Regions from separate parts of the Mus musculus genome. Here regions 1, 3, 4, 5 and 6 are each linked to region 2. A link is a contact called in public HiChIP or PLAC-seq and promoter capture Hi-C data. All regions are on one chromosome and are shown on one strand. The core of a region is the stretch at or near the end of the contact, and the rest is flanking DNA. Distances in the headings are between cores, read along the strand shown.

Region 1 (2,904 bases), core at 29-2,528, 250 kb before region 2:
ATGCAAGGGTCCTAGGTGGGTGGTGGCGGCATGGAAAGGGGCCTGGAACCATGGGAAGTAGCTCCTGGGAATCAGAGAGAGCCAGCAGTCTGATCCCAGCAGCAGGGAGTCTGGAAAGTCAGTGTGGACTCCCAGAATGCCCTGGGGGGTAAATCAGTTCTTTCTGTTGCTTGTCCCTGGGTTACTAAGCTCAAAGTCACTCACTCTGGACCCCACTAACCACGCTACACAATGGCGAGAAAACAATCCTTAAAGGTTTCCCGAGGATTTCTAGAATCTTTCCTTCTGAGATCTCCTCACAATACTCTAAGCTGTCAAGCCATCAAGGACACAGAGGAATTATCTGTCCAAACTCTCTGTGTTACAAAAGACACCAATACCCAGAGGGAGAAACAACTACTCCACACTTCGGAGCCACTGGGCACAGCCTCACATAAACCCAAATCCTGTCACCTCCCTCCATCAGACGAGCTCACACAGGGTCCACTGAGGCTGGAGACAGCTGCAATACATTTCACCCCAAAGCCTCAATCCAGCATCCTCATCGCCTACTGGGAGGGAAAAGCTGACGCCCAGGAGCCTAACCACCTAACACTAGCAGCCAGCCGGAGAATACTGCCTGCCCAGATCTCCAGCGGCAGAGAGCGGGAGCCCTCACGCCACACAGCAGCCTTACCTCTCTTTTTGTGTGATCTTCAGTTTTTTTTCCAACCGTCTGTCTATTTCCTAGAGGAAAAAAATGTATATAAAAGTGGAAAAAAAATCTCTCTCAAAACCTTAAGTCTTTATTTTTTTCCAAGCTAAGGACAGTGTCTTCTCTCTAGGCAGGGACTTGGCTGTGTCCTTCACCTGGACCTGAGGTTTGGGGACCTGGCTTCCTCTGAAGGTCCATCTCCCCTTAGCCCCATGAGCATAGCACAGCAATAGTTCTGGACCCCATCATTAGGTGGGGGTTTTTGGTGTTTTTTGTTTGTTTGTTTTGCACAGTCTCCAGCCAGTCTCCTGTTGTCTCCTTCAGACTCACTCCAACTTTCCCAACACATAGCTAACCAAGCCATCTTCCCACTCAAGCGCTCTCAGGACATCTGAGCTCTGCGTCCCTCATCCCTTGAATCTACCTTTCCTGTTTTGCACTGGAACAGGACTGAGCTGTCGGTGCCCAGGCCCCACCTGTCTGCAGCATCCTCAGTCCTTCTCACGCAAGCAAGCAGGCCCGCCCACCCAGGGGCTGCCGCCTCCGCTCGGATCCCACCAGTGCGATGAGCGCCTGCCCCCTGGTGGTTAACTCCCGTTTACATCCCCTCACAGTCACTGTCAACCAGTTCCTAGTCTAGTTTGTAGACACATGAGCTTTCTGTGGCTGGCTGGTACTTAGGGAAAGAATAAAGAGATGCCTGCTGTTTGTCTCCAAAGTTAATCTGAAGGTGAATCAGAGGAAAGAGTTCTAGTCACTATGTAGAAAAAGGTAAGAAAAGAGCCCAATTAAGAGCAGGTGAAACTGTCATCAATACATTTAGGAGCTCAGCTCCCAGAACCTCAGCCTGCGGCAGCCTCTACAACTAGCCAGAGGAACTCTAGACACCGGCAAGCACAGTGGGCAGAGCTAAGTAAGTCTCAATCTCCAGGCTGTATCTGTCCCTCTCTCTGACGACCAGAGCAGCTAGCTCCTGGAGGTGAGGGACTGTGTACCCAGCAAGTGTTTCTCTCAAGAGAGGCTCCTAGCCCCTGGCTACCTTGCTGGCAGGGGAGCTGGCAAGGTAAGACATTTTTGTCTGTGAAGACAGTGGAGCATGACAGTGGGGGCTGCTCCTGGCTGGAGACTGGGTACTGCTGTGCTCTGAGTGTGGAGGCAGTTCAAGCTGGCCAGTCCCATCCACCCATCCGTCCGTCCATCCATCCATCCATCCGTCCGTCCGTCCGTCCATCCATCTATCCATCCATCCATCCATCCAAGCCTCCCTGACTCACCTAGATTGCCTAGGGAGAGAATCAGGGTTTAGCAAAGACAGCTGAGCATCATCAAGTGAGCCTGGTGTTCAATCCACTGGTTGAGAGTAAGACAATCAGGCCAGCTTTCTTTAATGCTGTTTTCTAGAAGGTTCTTTTTCCAAAATTATACTGTCTGAAGCTACATTTAAGTCCAAATATTGCCACTCATTTCAGGCAACACAGCATACTGTGCTCCAGGCACCTGGAAAGGCAGGAGAACCTTCCACCCCAGCTGGAACACAGCTGTGTCTATGAAACAGTCAAGGCATAGAAAACAGCAGCAACAGTAACCAAGTCACCGGAATGCATCTGACAGACACAGACTCTACACCACACATAGGTCCTGACAGAACTGTGTGATAGTGTCATTTCAAGAGCAAATCTAACGTCTTATACCAGTTTACTGCCTATTCCTCTTGGTTTCTCACAAGCAGCCTCTTTACTTGTGAGTGTCAGCTGTGTCTGGGTGTGAGTGCAGGCATGTCCCGGTGCCCATCGCCTGGTCCAGAGGGTGTCAGATGAAGCTGGAGTTAGATGTTTGCAAGCTGCCTAATGTGGATGCTGGGATTTAAACTCTGGTTTTCATGATTGAGGGGAAAGTCTTCTTAAGTGCAGAGCCATCTCTCCAGTTCCAACCTCTTTCTTTACTAAGTCCCCCTGTTGATTCCAGTTTCTCCATCTTCCCCCCCCCCCCCCAAGATAGGGTTTCTCTTTGTAGTCCTGGCTGTCCTGGAACTCACTCTGTAGACCAGGCTGGCCTCGAACTCAGAAATCCACCTGCCTCTGCCTCCCAAGTGCTGGGATTTGCCACCACTGCCCAGCTAAGCGTACAATTTTTAAAAATTCGAAATACATGATTTTTACAGGAGAAAAACCTTAACCGGGTGACTCTTACTTTCCTAATGCTGCAAAGGT
Region 2 (2,700 bases), core at 188-2,687:
TCCTGTGTTGTGTATGGAGCAGTGATATTCATGTGTTTTCCTTTCAGATTCAGTTGTGGGTTTAAGTAACACTGTCTATATGAGCCAGGTCTCCATTTACACCTAGGTCTTAAAGCACCAGAGACAGCATGGGGCCACCTCCACTCTGACTTTACTCAATAGCTCGAGTCCCCAGCCCTGGGCAGCCCCAGCAGGCCTGGCTTCTGCTCTGCACAGGGTCTTCAAACCCTTGCTCTAAGCCATATTCATCCCCCAGGGCTGTCTCTAGTGATACAGGGCTGGTAAACAGACCCATTGACTCCTCTGTCTGGAAACAGGAATGTCCAAGGATGGGGTGAGGTGACATTTACCTCAGATACAGGGTGCTTCAGGCCTGGCAAGGTTTGTCACAGCACATCTGACCACTCTCTCCAGGATCCTAAATGAGTGCATGTGAATGCACACAGTGCATATGTGTGAGAAGAGGAACACACACACACACACACACACACACACACACACACACACACACACACGCTAACAGCCATACAAGTGCCAGCAATTAGCCTCCACTATTCCATGACAGAAGTTCCTAGGTAGGGTTTGCCTATACTTCCTTGCTCCAGAGGAGCCCTGGGAGGTAGCCTACCTTCTTGCATGAGACCGCTTATCTAGCCAGGAGGCCACTAATGCAGTGTCTTGGTCCTCCCTCAGAACTCCCTCCCTGGACCAGCATCCTCCCATAAGCAGGTGACTATCAAAAACCCCTGACCTGGAGGCTGGCGAGATGGCTCGGCAGGTTAAAGGTACTTACCAGGAAGTCTGGTTACCAAGTTTGATCCCTGAGACCCACATAGTGGAAAGAAAGAATAGAGTCCCGTCCCCCCCCACCCGCCACCCCAAGTGTACTTTGATCCCTCTCTCTCTCTCTCACACACACACTAAAAATAAAGCTCAGGGCCAGACAGTGGTGGTGCACGCCTTTAATCCCAGCACTTGGGAGGCAGAGGCACGCATACTTCTGAGCTCGAGGCCAGCCTGGTCTACAAACTGAGTTCCAGGACAGCCAGGGCTATTCAGAGAAATCCTGTCTCGAAAAGCCAATAAAATAAAATAAAACAAAATAAAATAAAACAAAACAAAGCTCGATCTTGCTCATTGTGCACAGTGGGATGAGGCTCATCTTTGCAGAATTCCCCTTCCCAGCCCTTTCCCCTGACCTTGAGCTCCAGAAAGCAGGCGCTACTCAGATTTGAAACTAGAAGTCTTCCTTACAGGGCCGAGTCCTGTTACTTTGGTTTGCCTTACTTTGGTTAGCGACAACAGGTACACTGGCACAGAGGGGGCGGGGCGCACCCCAGCCCCGCCCCCTCCGCGCTCCCCGGGTCCCCGCCCGCCGCGGTGTCGCCCGGCCTTGGCAGCTGCGGGCGCGGCGCGAGGCGATCCGGACGCGGCAGCGGGGACTAGGAGCGAGAGGAGGGCGAGCCGCGCAGCCCCGGCCCACGGAGACATGAGCGCGCGGCCGCCCACCGCACCCCAGGCGCAGTGGCCCAGCCCCGCCGCCCCGTGATGGGATCCTGTGTGTCGCGAGGTGAGGACAGGGCGGCCCGGGACGCAGCGAGAAGCGGGGGGCGGGGGGGGGGGCACCAGCGCTCCGCTCAGGGAAGCCAGGGTGGGTGTCCGCCCTTCATGGATCAGCCGCGCCCCAGAGGACACGGTGCGCCCCACGGGGACAGAGCTCGGGAGGGGGGCGAGCAGCGCGCAGAGGGGACGGAGGTCTCCGCACCCCACGCCCCACTCGGCACCCGGCAGGTGGCATGAAGCAAGGTCCGGTGCCATGCTTTCTTCCCCGCAGCTACACGCCTCCTGCAGTGTGCCTGAGAGGGGAGGGAGCCTTCCTATTTTTTCTGGTCCTCTTATGGGCCACTGAGCTCCAGGAAGACCTCGCTCCCGCTCAAGATGCCGGCAGGCCTTTTTAAGCCAGGATCCCATTTCTCCTCTCAGGGTGCCTGTGTCTTTAGCCCCAGAACCCTACCCCCACCCCACGCAGGAAGGGGTCAGTAGGGATGAACAGGTTATCAAGGCTCCCTCTTCCCCACCCTCATCCCTAACTCCATCCCCACCCCCACCCCTGCTCAGGGGACAGGAGAGGACAGAGGACAGCTGATGCTCCCAGTAACCCCTGGGCCTTTGTCTCTCACCTGGCACCTTGGCCATTCCAAGGTGATTCCAGAGAACTGGAGTGACTGTCCCTCATCTGTGGGGTTTGGGGAGAGCACTGTCTGTAAATGGGTGTGTGTGTGTGTGCATAGGATCTTTCATAGATGCTGTGGGGAGGGAATATTTGTATTTGGAGTAATATTTTAGGAGAGGTTGCGGAGTATGGGGACATGCCTGCACTCAGAAAGTGGAAGATCAAGAGCTCAAGGCCAGCATCCACAGCATAGAGAATTTGAGGCCAACCTGGGCTACATGAGAGCCTGTGTCAAAAAAAAAGCAAACACCTCAAAAGAGGTTGGGTCATGCCGGGAGTGGTGGTGCACGCCTTTAATCCCAGCACTTGGGAGGCAGTGGCAGGTGGATTTCTAAGTTCGAGGTCAGCCTGGTCTACAAAGTGAGTTCCAAGACAGCCAGGGCTATACAGAGAAACCCTGTCTCAAAAAACCAAAAAAAAAAAAAAAAAAAAAAAAGAGGTTGGGCCATTGTCCCACTTGGGAGTCT
Region 3 (2,854 bases), core at 194-2,693, 260 kb after region 2:
CCACTGCGCCTGCACAACCTGGAGCCCCGGGTCCCGGGGAAGGTATCTTACCTGATGCTGGTGCTGATGCCCCACGGCCATAGTAGCCACTGTCTGAGCCTGCAGCTGTGTCTTGACCTGCAAGTTCAGAGCAGATGGGAGCTCTAGGATAGAGCCTGGAAACTGAGAGGAGTGTGTGTGAGCCCCTCCCCTTGCATAGTATCCCTGACCCCCACATCTGAAGCTCGGAGGCAGTCTTGGTTGGCCAGAGCTCAGTTTTATTATTTTAAAATTTGAGACATTGTGTTTCATCACGTACCTCAGGCTGGCGCCAAATAGGTCTTGTCACCATGACCTTAATTCTGATTTTCCTGTCTCCACCTCTCAAATACTGGGCTTATGGGTAGGCAGGCGGTGCCACGATGCCTGGTTTATGTTGTGTTTGGGAACATACCCAGGGCTTAGTACATGTCAGGCAAACACAATACCAACTGAGCCACATCCTGAGGCCTGGCATACATCTTGGTGGCTCAGGTTTCTTAAGGAGATCTTTGGGACTGTGTTGCCACTCTCAAGGACAGAGTAAAGCATTCAGTGGCTAGACCAGGACACAACAACCCTCTGCTCTGTGGCAGGTTTTATTCTTACTGTATGCCAGGCTCCCTAGGTGCCACCACAGGCAAGCGAGGACTAGAATCTACCTACTCCATAACCTGCTCCCTCTCCCAGCAAAGACCAGTGGACATGGCTCCCAAAGAAGCAAGGGTCAGAGTGAGGGCAGATTTCAGGTCTGAGCCAGATATTCCCAGCGAACAGTCCCCTCCCAAACTGACACGCCCAACCCAGGGCCACAAAGTCCACTGGTCACGTTGGCCACGGAGCTATAAAGGAAGGAGAAGACACTTACCAGGTAAGCAGGACTCCCCACGAAGGCCCCCAATGCCCCAGCCGCAGCGCCTGCGACCACAGTGCCGCCTGGTTGTTGGGTGAGGCCAGCCTGGCATGCCAGGCTATAGCAGTAGAAACGGACACCATTCATGAGGCCCTGGTAGAGAAGGCCAGCAGCCAGCCCCTTCTGCAGGCCCCATAGCCCATCTGCCCGGGCCACGGCTGCAACAGAAGACACAAAGCCCCGGTAGGGCCGTGGGTAGGTGCCTGGGGCCTGCAGTTCCCCCTGCAGTTGTAGACGGGTCTTTACCACTTCCAGGGGGTTGGTGAATACACAGGCCAGGCAGCAGGCTGAGGCACCCAGCACCAGGTCCACAGCCGGGGACACCATCTCCCTCGAATCCATGGCAGGAGCCATCTGTGCCTGAGTTGGCTTCATGGCACAGGCTATAGATGGTAGTCTCTAGGCAGTCTGTACCTCTGCATGGTCACAGGGCTGGGGATCAAAGGGGGCCAGCACCATGTCTAGAGGGCAGAGATCCTGCCACTGGCTGGTGGCCCCTGGTTGTCTTGGAACTCCACCTGCTGTTCATCAGCAGGGCTATGGGAATCTGGACACACCTCCTCTGGCTCAGACCAATCCCAGCTGCTGCTGGCCAGGGCGGGCCTGGGCCATGGGATCTGGAGGAAAGGTCACTTGTGACTGGAAGGACAGTGGGCAGGAAGAAAGAGCCAAGCTAGAGTAGGGGAGGGCACCCCTCCTTGTCCTCTAGACTTCCTGTTCCATCTCCTGTCCCTGTAGGGCTCCAGCTAAAAGCCCTAGGCTTGTGGTGTCTTGGCTGTAAGCGTGGCCAACCAGCAACTGTGCCGTTTTAACCTCTGCCAGATTATAGCCCTATTCTCTCTCATCTCTCTCAAAGGTTTATTCACTTAATATCTTTTTTCTTTGAAGCGAGGTCTCTCTATATAACCCTGGCTGGCCTGAAACTAGCTATGTAGATCAGGTGGCCATAGACGCACAGAGATCCGCCCGCCTCTGCCTCCCCAGTGCTGGGATTAGAGTTGTGCGCCACCACACCCGGCTTTACAGTTCAACAGGAGTGAATGCAAGGGAGGGCCTCAGAGCCCTGCAGAGCCATGGGTGAGATCGTTCAGTTTCCTGTGATGGTGTCTCTCTCTCAAGGACTCACTGTGCTGCCCGGGCCACCTCCAAACTGGTGACTGGCTCCACTTGCCTCTGCCCCCCCCCCCCCCCAGTGCTGGCAACACAAACCTGGCCTGCTTTGTCTCTTACGTTCTTATGTTTTGCCTACATGTGTGTGTGAGCCTGGTGTCCATGGAGGTCAGAGAGGACGCTGTATACTCTGGAACTGGAGTTACACACGGGTCTGGGGGCTGAGCTACCATGTAGGTGGGTGCTGGGAATTGAACCCTGGACCTCTGGAAGAACAGCTAGTTCAGTGCTCTAACCACTGAATAATTTCTCCAATCCCGTTAATTTTATTTTATTTTAAGACAGGGTTGCTCTGTGTAGCTTTGGTGTCCTGGAACTATGGAGATCAGACTGGCCTGGAACTCACAGAAATCTGCTTGCCTCTGCTTCCCAAGTGCTGGAGTTAAAGGCATGCACCAGAAACACCATTGATGTGAATTCCTTTTTTAAAAGACAGAGTCTCTCTAGATAGCTTAGGTTATCCTGTGTGTGTGCATGTGTATGTGAGAGAGGATACACACATGACAGACACTGAGGGCAACTTTAGGGGCCATTATTTTAAAAAGGGTCACTTGAACACAAATCCTGCCCCACCCCCAGTCGATGTGAAAGCCAGGTGCCTAATGGTGTACGCAGCAGAGACACTCGACAACCGGATGAGCCACATCTGTGCAGGCCGCACACAGTATGCAAACCAGTGTGCGTATTTAAAAACCGTACAAGTGCTTAGCTCTAGAATTTTCCGTTTCCTGGTTTCACCACTCGTGAGGGAAG
Region 4 (2,700 bases), core at 137-2,636, 230 kb after region 2:
GCGCTGGGGATTTTCAAAGCCCTGTCAGGTCCCTTAAGGAGAGCCTGCTGGCGCTTCCCTTTGGTCCCACTAACCCTGAGTTCACCCAGGCGGGGGTGGGGTGGGGGTTGGGGGGAGCATTCTATGAAAACTTCCCAGCAGACCCTCCACCCCCATCCTTCCTCCCCCGGAGGGCAAATCAGACACCCAGATCCAGTTGGGTAAGCGGAGAAAGTGGGAACAAAGGGAAAGAAAGTCATTTCCTGTCAAGAGGAAGGAAGGAGGCTGAGAGCCGGCCAGCCAGCCAGCCAGGGCCGGCCTTAGGCTGCAGCCCCTGGGAGGGGATGTGCTGGCGGCCTCGATAACTCTTTGCCCGCACTCTAAAGCCACCTCCGAGTCATTTCTAAGCATTGCTCTTTCACACAGACCAATAAGCAATCTAAGTTGAGGACTAGAATTAAACTTTGCTGAAAGTGGAAGAGTGAATGTCCCCCCACTCACTCCCACAAGACACCTTGCGATCTCAGAAGGCTAAGGGCCTCTCTCATCCTCTTTCCTAGACCAGAGAAAGGAAGAGGCGCAGAAGTCAGATCTCCTCAGGCTACCGGTCTTTTGTACTGGGCGACCTTGACGCGGTCACTCAACCTCTCTGGGCTCGCTTTCTATTCATAAAGAGAATAGAAGTCTGCCCTGGAGGGTGGCTGGGGAGGCCAGCTGGTCGTTCAGCCCCAGGGGGGAAGAAGGAGCCCTGCGGCTGGAGGACAGTGATCTCCATTGTTAAAAGCTGGAATCTGGGCGCTGCCCAGCCTCTCCCCCTGGGACCTCAGGTCTGGCCTGGAGATGGGGGAGTAGTTGCACTCACTTTGGGGATCGCCCACTTCCACACCCCGCCAAGCCAGGCGAGGAGACCCCAGGACCCTCCTTTCCCTCTCCAGACTGGAGCTGGAAACAGGGTCCGGGAGGGGCAAAAGAACTCGGGAACTCTGCTCCCTGGCACAGCAGCAGAGCGGGACAGTTGGCCGGGTCACCGCAGTGACTATAATTCGATCCATATGCGGGACGCTATCCTCTTTGTGCGGGAGCCTCTGCCCTGCTCAACCCGTCCCAATCAAGAGCCAGGAGATGACCCCTGTGCCGTCCCCGCACAGCCTCCCAGAGTCCCCAATGGCTGAGATCCTGGGACACACAGGGACAAGACACAGTACCCGCCCCGAGCCCCCCAACCGCGCCGAGCTGGGTTCAGTACGGTGGCCGAGAGTTGCCCATGTGGCCACCTGAAGTTGACCCTGCCCGGGGAGCACAGCCAGGACCCCCACGCCGCACCCGCTTACCTGCCGCGCTCCCCACGCCCGGCCTCCGCCGGCGCTGCGCCTCCGCCCCTTGCTCCCGCCCCAGCCTCCCTCCGCCCGCCGCCCCGCGCGCGCCTTACCATAAAAGGTGACGCTCGGGGAGGGGGCGCTGGCTCGCCCTACCTGCCCCCCCACCTGTGGCCGCGCCCCCTCCCTTTGTTCCCACCACTCCTCCCCTTCCCTGTGGCTCCTCCTCCGCTGCCCACCCCCACGGTGCACCGGGGAGGGGCGGGGCGGGCTGGGGAGTGGGATCCTTAGCCAACCTCGCTCTAGGTCACCTGGATGAGAGGCTCCACCTGCCCCAATTGGTGGAGAGGGGTACTTGTAGCCAGACTGACTCTGAAATCCTTCAGGGTCATAAGTTAGGCTAGACGCATGACCTGGACTGTCAACCCCGTTTTCTTAAGCCTCAATCTTTAATTCCTAAAATGGGGTCCGCACAGCCCACCTCTGCAACGTGGCCTAGAGTTAAAGCGATAATGCTAACATATACTGGAGTTGCGGGGCTTATTCAAAGGATGCCTGGGGTAGGGTTTTCAGACACCCCAGCGAAGCAAGTCACCTGGATCTGCTGTCCTGGGCTGTCACTGCCTGTGTGAGCCTATGAATCCTTCTACAAGTGGGTCTCAGGTCCTGTAGTGGAAAGAGGCCCTTACAGGAGACAGGGGAAACAATCAGGTCACCTGTTTGCTTTCCGGCCCTGTTACTGGCCCCTGAAGAAGCAGAGCACAGGGCCCTGCGGCCTGGGTTGGGGCTGCTCTGGACAGCTCAGGTCCCTAGAGACCTGAAGACATTGCAGGGGAAAGGAATCTAGGTCTGATTCCCAGGCAAGCCGATTGTTCTTTCGATTAGAGGCACAATGGGGGACTGGGCAGGGGAGAGCTGGACCCAGAGTCATGGGGGGGGGGTAACTAGGAAGGATTAGGTCCCCTTCTGCAGCCCTCCTCGCCCCCCCCCCCCACATACAACAGCTCCTCGAGGTGGTCCTTGTATTGCTGCAGAAGAGAGGTGTCAGAGTGGGGTGTCTGGGTGCTCAGCTCCATCCTCCGCCTCCCCACTAAGCCCCACCCCCTTAATGGCCTCCCCAGTCTTTGCCATTAGATTTTTCCATTTGATTCTACCCGCCAGTGTGGAGTCACAACGACGACAGTAACTGCTGTTTCTAGAGACTTCCCTTGTGTCCCTTTCAAACCTTTCATCTAACCCTTCCAGACTCTACTCCAGGGCTGATAGGTCCCACCCCACAGACCAGACACTGAAGCCGGCGAGGACCGAGGCTTGTGCAATGGGCACTGGACAAGGCTAGATTCAAGCCAGACCGGAGAGTGCCCCTTAGGCACCCGGATCTGCTAGTCCCAGAGGCTGGATTGCT
Region 5 (2,753 bases), core at 190-2,689, 170 kb after region 2:
GCGCTCACGCTTCCCAGGCCTCACCAAAGAGGTTCTAGACCGGGCGACACAACCCATTTTCCCAGGTTGACTCTAATGTGAGGACGTTCCTTCTCCTAATTATATTCCCTGCACCGACTGGATAGTGGGAATTCAGAGTACGCCCAACTTGGAACCTTCCAGGGTATTGGATATCAGGAGAAGTGAATTTCCACAGGCGATCGCAGATTTGCTACGTTCTTTCTCAATGTGCGGAAAGTATGAATAAATTCTCATTGTAAGTGGGGTTGCATGCTGAGGCCTCTACCAGTTACCCGGACACGCGTTTCTGGGAGCAAATAAGCGCTAAATGCTACCAACGGGTATGAAAAGCAGCATTTACTTCTTTTCCTTCCACAAGCAAAAAGTATTTAGAGAAACCGAAAAGTCATACCTAATCGCTAAAATTTTGCACTTTTTGGCTACTTCACTAACGAATTCGAGGTGAAGGGTCTATTGTAAAAAAAAAAAAAACAACAAACAAACAAAAACAAAAAAAAAAAACGCTCGGTCACCAGCGCGGCGCGGGAATGCATCCGCAGCGCCAAGCTTGGCGTTCGCGCTCCCTTCCCCGCGAGCTCCGGGACACGGGCAGCCCATTTAGCCGCCGCCGAGCGCCAGGCAGCCCGCTCCGCCCAGCCGCGCAGAGAGCTGAAGCATCCGCCGCTGCACGAATCTCCGGAGAGCGGCCACTGCTCCGGGTGCCTGCCACCTCCCGGTGCCGCACGATGCCAAGCGCGGCTGCGGCGTCCGCACAGCCCGGGCTCTGCGGGCGCTCGGGGCCCCGGCCAGTCGCGCTGGACTGCGAGGCGGCGCGCAAAAAGGCGATCCCGCAGCCCCCCAGCGCTCCCGCTCCTTCGGTGGCCGCACAGCAGCCGCCCGCCCAGAGCGCCGGAGCCAGCCGCGCGTCGCCGCTCTGCCGGTGGCCAGCAACGGGCCGGAGAGGCGCCCGAGGTGCCAGCGCGGCTCCGGGCCTCGTGTCACTCACCGTTTGAAATGCTCGATGATCTTCTCTTCCCGCACGTTCTCCGGTAAGTTTCCCACCCAGAGGTGCCTGGTTTCCCGGACCATGCTGGGCGGTGTGCCGGCGACCGCGGTGGCTGGCTCCCCCTCGCCGGCTTCGTACGCGGCCGTCAGCGCAGGGAGGCGGGCGCCGGGGCGGCGGCGGCGGCGGCTGCGGCGGTGGCGTCGGCAGCGGCGGCGGCTCCTCCGGCTCCCCCCGGTGCAGAGACCATCCCTCTCCCCCAGGTTCTGACTCTCGGGCCTCGCAGCTCCGCTCTGCCGCCACCAAACACCCGAAGCCGACCCTCGCGCTCCGGCGGCGCATGCGCGCGGGCGGCGGCGGGCGGGGGAGCGGGAGGAGGGGCGAGCGAGACCCGGGCGGCCGCGACTACGACGGAGCCGGCGCTGTGGCTGCCGGACGCTTCCCACCGGCGCGCGCGGCCCGCCTCCCGCCGCCTGGCCACCGCCCCCTGGCCGCGGGCGCGCGCGCGTCCTCCCGCCCCGACGCGGAGGGCCTCCCAGCCGGCGCGCAGGCGCGCGGAGCTCGGAAGGGGGAGGAATGCGGAGCCGGGAAGCGGCGCCCGCGCAGTCAGCTTAGTGCGCAGGCGCGCCGGAGGCCGGGAGGCCGGCCGCCGGAGGCGTCGGGGTGGGGGAGGATGGGGCCGCTTCTGCCTGCGGTCAGGCGTTGCTCTGGGGAAACACAAGAGAACCCGGTTAGTTTCCACGCCAAGAGGTTTCTAGAGGCCAAAGTCCCTATGCCTGTCTGCCCTACGGCCCGCCCCTGACCATTTCCGGACGCCTAGATTCCCCGCCTGCTTGGGAAAGTGGTCGGGACCAGGCCACCCTTTTCACCGCCCAGACAAGGGACCAGCGCTGCAGAGAAACCCATCCCTCCCAAGAATCATTGGCTTGTAACATTAAGCAACTTTTTATATAGGAGCTTGCGAAACCTTCTGCAAGATGTCTTTGCTCATGATTACAGTACACACAAGAATTAAAGCTGAAAGGATACAGACATTCCATACTGTTTCCCCTCGGAAGGTTTGGAATAGTTGGTTTTTTAAACAGAGAGTATTAGACCTCCGGCCCTTCCAGACTTTTGAAACTGGCAGTTGACCTTTCATGTAAGGCCGGCTTTCAGAAAGATAAAACCGCAAAAGGCCACTGTGGAGTAACAGAAAAAAAAAATCTTAACTCATTAAAACCGTCAGCAACTCATACTTTAATTTTTCATACACAAAAATAAAATGGTGCTTCGGGTACAGCCTACACTTTTTGTTTCGTTGTGCCCTTAGGGTCTACAAAGTGTGCAGTACACACAAATTAGGGTTCTACCTAAGGACCTCGCCCGCGTCCAACAAGGTGTGTTAATATATCACTAGGCTACATTCCCAGTTCTTGGTAGTGTTTTCTTTGTTTGGCTTAATTTGAAAGGGTCTTCCAGAGCCACTGTTTATATTTTTGAGAAAGGGTCTTATATAGCTCAGGCTAGTCTCACACTTCTAGTTTTGTGCCCACCTCTCAGGACTGAGACTGTAGACCTCGGCTACCATATAACTTCACCAACCGAACAGGCAGTATTTTGAATTGGAAAAAAATCATAAATAATAGCAATAATATTTGGGGTCACATAATTGTTTCTTTTGTTCCATAAAAAGTACTAGGGTTTATTTTTTATTATTTGTTCATTTTAGTCTGCCATATAGCCTAAGTTTATATGTATATAATATATC
Region 6 (2,710 bases), core at 95-2,594, 210 kb after region 2:
AGTCAGGAGGGGAAACCAAGTCAGGGAAGGGCCAGCTATCGGGACTCTTCAGCAGCAACCAGCAGCACTCCGCTTCAGGTGACAGGGCTTGCAGAAGAGGTGGTCATTCAGTGGGTAGCAGCCTTGGTCGGTAGGTTCCACAGACAGGAGCACGCTGCAGTCCTGGGGATACAGAAGCAAGTGTGGGTGTCTCCAAGCCTGGATCCCGCCAGCACGGAGCTTCCCCAGGGGACCTCAGCTCCCCCCACCTTCTTCATTTAAAGATAGGATCTTTTTGTTTTGTTTTGTTTTGTTTTTCGAGACAGGGTTTCTCTGTGTAGCCCTGGCTGTCCTGGAACTCACTCTGTAGACCAGGCTGGCCTCGAACTCAGAAATCTGCCTGCCTCTGCCTCCCGAGTGCTGGGACTAAAGGCGTGTGCCACCACTGCCCAGCCTTAAAGATAAAAAGCTGGCTTCAAACTAAGTAGCCAAGGATGACTGAACTCCTGATCCTACCACCGCCTCGGTTTTGTTTTGAGAAAGACTCCCTCTACACATCCCAGGGTGCTCTGGAAAACTAAGTCTATCCCGGGCTGGCCTGAACTCCCGATTTTCCCACCTCAGCCTCCCAATATTAGGATGTCAAGTATTTGTCACCATGCCACCTTCAGGTTTTTCCAACTTAAATGGAGACTATAAGCTATCTCCCAAGACTGCTGTGATTTCCTAAGGTGATGCGTATGACAGTCTTATAATTAAAAAGCACTTTCCACCTCTAAGAATACTGTCATCTTTCCAACAACTGTAAGAAAAGACACGGACTGCGGACCAGAGTCAGGTGGTCATGAACAATAAATAGGTGGAGACCCTCTTCCCCCCTGGGAAAACTGGAACCCAGTTCTGTTCTGGGCTGCTATAGTTTGAGATTTACATCTGTGGGGTTGTTTGTTTGTTTTTAAGGGTCAGTTTAAGACAGGGTTTAAATGCAGTCCCAACTGAAATGTAATTTCCTGGAGTCCAAATCCTGACTTGCCAGGCAGCCTCAGCCAAAGTCACTGTGGACAGGAAATAGGGGTTATGTGCTTAGCCAAGCTTTTATGAAGGCTTGGTACTTTCGGACTCTATGGGGCTCTGGAAGAGCTAACAGCACTCAATCTTCCTCATTGGCCTCTCCTGATACATTATCAGCTGCATGGACCTTGAACTCTAACTGACAAAGTCAGAGACCCTAGGAAGTAATCAGTGTCTCTCCCAAGGTCCTCATGGCCCTGCGTTATCTTTTAAAACAAATACAAGAGAATAAATGTTTAGAATTACTCATTGCTGATTAAGGGGCCCTGCCCTGGGACTCTCCACACAAGTGAAAAACTACCACTTGTGTCTTTATCACCAGAGCACAGAAAGCTTGGAGCTACGGGGCTGGCAGTGTCAGGGAGGGAGTTAGGCAATTCTTGAAGCCCCACTGCTGGATCAGTCCCAAGATCAAAATGGCCGGGTGCTGGTGGCACATGCCTTTAGTCCCAGAACTTAGGAGGCAGAGGCAGGCGGATCTCTGAGTTCGAGGCCAGCCTGGTCTACAGAGTGAATTCCAGGACAGCCAGGGCTACACAGAGAAACCCTGTCTCGAAAAAGCCAGAAAAAAAAAGGGGGGGGAAGAAAGAAAGAAAAACTAAGTTGTAGTTACCCAGTTCTGATCACAGGCCCTTGTGTGAGCACTGTCCAATTGTCCAGCATTTCCTCTACCCTTCCTTCCTTTCTTCCTTCCTTCCCTTCCCTTCCTTCCTTCCTTTCTTTCTTTCTTTCTTTCTTTCTTTCTTTCTTTCTTTCTTTCATGTATGTGAGTATGCTGTCGCTGTCTTCAGACACACCAGAAGAGGGCATCGGATCCCTATTACAGATGGTTGTGAGCCAACATGTGGTTGCTGAGATCTGAACTCAGGACCTCTGTTAGAGCAGTCAGTGTTTTTAACTGCTTAGCCATTTCTCCAGCTGCCTTCTGTACCAGTTCTAAGCAGCCTCCCAGCCCAGCGCAGCCCAGCTGGTTCCTTCCCTCAGCCTGAAGTGCTTACCCCTTCCTGGTCCCATCAGCTCTCACCCCTTAAGCCTTCTGCACTCTAGACACACCTAGAATCTTCCATGTTTTGAGTCTTCAACTTGACACAGCTCAGAGTTATCTATAGGAGTCTCAATTGAGGGACTGCTCAGATCAGATCTGCCCGTGGCAGGTCTGTGGGGATGGGGACGGTCTCTTGATTGCTAATTTATGTAGGAGACCCCGGCTCACTGCAGGAAGTGCAATTCTGAGGCAGGGGACCCTGGGCTGTATAAGAAATCTTCCTGAAAGGATGCCAGAGCAAGAGAGTTTGGGCCAGTAGGCAGCATTCTCCCATGGTTTCTGACCCTGGTTCCTGCTTTGATTTCCCTTAATGGCGGATCTTTTCCTCAACCAACCTGCTATTAATTATGGTACGTATCATGGCAACAAACCCATGCCAGGCCAACCAGGAGCCTTCTTGGCGGTGGGGGTAGAACCCCACAGTGGAGTCTACTTTGGGGGCTTCTAAGGATGCAAACCTGAGCCAGCTATGCCCATGTGCTGTGCCGACACTCAGAAAACAAAGTAAAGGCAGGAACAGGAGGTAGAGTGATAGCCCAGGGATATCACTTGCTAACGATGCTGTCACCACCCACCATTCTGGAACATATTCTCTTTCCATAGTAAGCAATGTGA

What was found. Promoter capture Hi-C pulls out the DNA fragments that hold promoters and counts their contacts. HiChIP or PLAC-seq counts read pairs in DNA pulled down with a chosen protein or histone mark. Capture Hi-C pulls out chosen DNA fragments and counts their contacts.
Region 1: an H3K4me3 HiChIP or PLAC-seq map of forebrain shows a contact between it and region 2, with 3 times the contacts expected there. The contact joins the enhancer-like site here to the promoter of Fam131c in region 2. A contact is called at or near these places in 5 of 39 promoter capture datasets (the 3T3-L1 cell line, the C10 cell line, embryonic stem cells and 2 more), 1 of 15 datasets of contacts at CTCF or cohesin (CD8 T cells), 7 of 484 Hi-C or Micro-C datasets (the P5424 cell line, cerebral cortex, cortical neurons and 2 more), 21 of 115 datasets of contacts at active chromatin or transcription factors (bone marrow-derived macrophages, cardiomyocytes, embryonic forebrain and 11 more) and 1 of 9 other capture datasets (liver).
Region 3: a contact with region 2 is called in a promoter capture Hi-C map of liver, with 2.6 times the contacts expected there. The contact joins the promoter of Slc25a34 here to the promoter of Fam131c in region 2. A contact is called at or near these places in 9 of 39 promoter capture datasets (the C10 cell line, cranial neural crest, embryonic stem cells and 5 more), 3 of 15 datasets of contacts at CTCF or cohesin (embryonic stem cells and large pre-B cells), 2 of 484 Hi-C or Micro-C datasets (cortical neurons and embryonic fibroblasts), 12 of 115 datasets of contacts at active chromatin or transcription factors (bone marrow-derived macrophages, embryonic basal ganglia, embryonic forebrain and 5 more) and 2 of 9 other capture datasets (adipose tissue and liver).
Region 4: a promoter capture Hi-C map of liver shows a contact between it and region 2. The contact joins the promoter of Fblim1 here to the promoter of Fam131c in region 2. A contact is called at or near these places in 8 of 39 promoter capture datasets (the C10 cell line, the HPC-7 cell line, cranial neural crest and 4 more), 4 of 15 datasets of contacts at CTCF or cohesin (the G1E-ER4 cell line, embryonic stem cells and large pre-B cells), 6 of 484 Hi-C or Micro-C datasets (the G1E-ER4 cell line, the HL-1 cell line, bone marrow-derived macrophages and 1 more), 25 of 115 datasets of contacts at active chromatin or transcription factors (the HPC-7 cell line, bone marrow-derived macrophages, craniofacial prominence and 12 more) and 3 of 9 other capture datasets (adipose tissue, liver and pancreatic islet).
Region 5: an HNF4G HiChIP or PLAC-seq map of pancreatic cancer cells shows a contact between it and region 2. The contact joins the promoter of Spen here to the promoter of Fam131c in region 2. A contact is called at or near these places in 10 of 39 promoter capture datasets (the 3T3-L1 cell line, cranial neural crest, embryonic stem cells and 3 more), 3 of 115 datasets of contacts at active chromatin or transcription factors (embryonic stem cells, forebrain and pancreatic cancer cells) and 1 of 9 other capture datasets (adipose tissue).
Region 6: a contact with region 2 is called in an HNF4G HiChIP or PLAC-seq map of pancreatic cancer cells. The contact joins the enhancer-like site here to the promoter of Fam131c in region 2. A contact is called at or near these places in 18 of 39 promoter capture datasets (the 3T3-L1 cell line, 3T3-L1-derived adipocytes, the C10 cell line and 12 more), 1 of 484 Hi-C or Micro-C datasets (bone marrow-derived macrophages), 13 of 115 datasets of contacts at active chromatin or transcription factors (acute myeloid leukemia, astrocytes, craniofacial prominence and 9 more) and 3 of 9 other capture datasets (adipose tissue, liver and pancreatic islet).

What each region holds. Positions count from the first base shown.
Region 1 is chr4:141,119,648-141,122,551 of GRCm38.p6, forward strand. It overlaps Szrd1 (SUZ RNA binding domain containing 1), which reads right to left. Exons shown (of 4, transcript NM_001025608.2): 2 at 677-726. Among named protein-coding and RNA genes, the nearest start is that of Szrd1, 19 kb to the right of the region's middle. Within about 2 kb of position 1,279, at least 31 of the 459 cell types and tissues checked have an H3K27ac peak or open chromatin away from gene starts, as enhancers often do. A contact at or near this core is called in cerebral cortex, cortical neurons and forebrain, where this site is marked.
Region 2 is chr4:141,366,755-141,369,454 of GRCm38.p6, forward strand. Fam131c (family with sequence similarity 131, member C) reads left to right here and starts at 1,438. Exons shown (of 7, transcript NM_001085513.2): 1 at 1,438-1,570. The coding sequence starts at 1,549.
Region 3 is chr4:141,622,391-141,625,244 of GRCm38.p6, forward strand. It overlaps Slc25a34 (solute carrier family 25, member 34), which reads right to left and starts at 1,444. Exons shown (of 5, transcript NM_001013780.1): 1 at 887-1,444; 2 at 52-117. The coding sequence starts at 1,306.
Region 4 is chr4:141,598,538-141,601,237 of GRCm38.p6, forward strand. Fblim1 (filamin binding LIM protein 1) reads right to left here and starts at 1,387. Exons shown (of 9, transcript NM_001163256.1): 1 at 1,311-1,387.
Region 5 is chr4:141,537,158-141,539,910 of GRCm38.p6, forward strand. Spen (spen family transcription repressor) reads right to left here and starts at 1,440. Exons shown (of 16, transcript NM_019763.2): 1 at 1,007-1,440. The coding sequence starts at 1,089. Gm4123 (predicted gene 4123) reads left to right here. Exons shown (of 2, transcript NR_166589.1): 2 at 1-260.
Region 6 is chr4:141,577,782-141,580,491 of GRCm38.p6, forward strand. It overlaps Fblim1 (filamin binding LIM protein 1), which reads right to left. Exons shown (of 9, transcript NM_001163256.1): 9 at 1-162. The coding sequence ends at 49. Among named protein-coding and RNA genes, the nearest start is that of Fblim1, 21 kb to the right of the region's middle. Within about 2 kb of position 1,345, at least 18 of the 459 cell types and tissues checked have an H3K27ac peak or open chromatin away from gene starts, as enhancers often do. A contact at or near this core is called in pancreatic cancer cells, where this site is marked.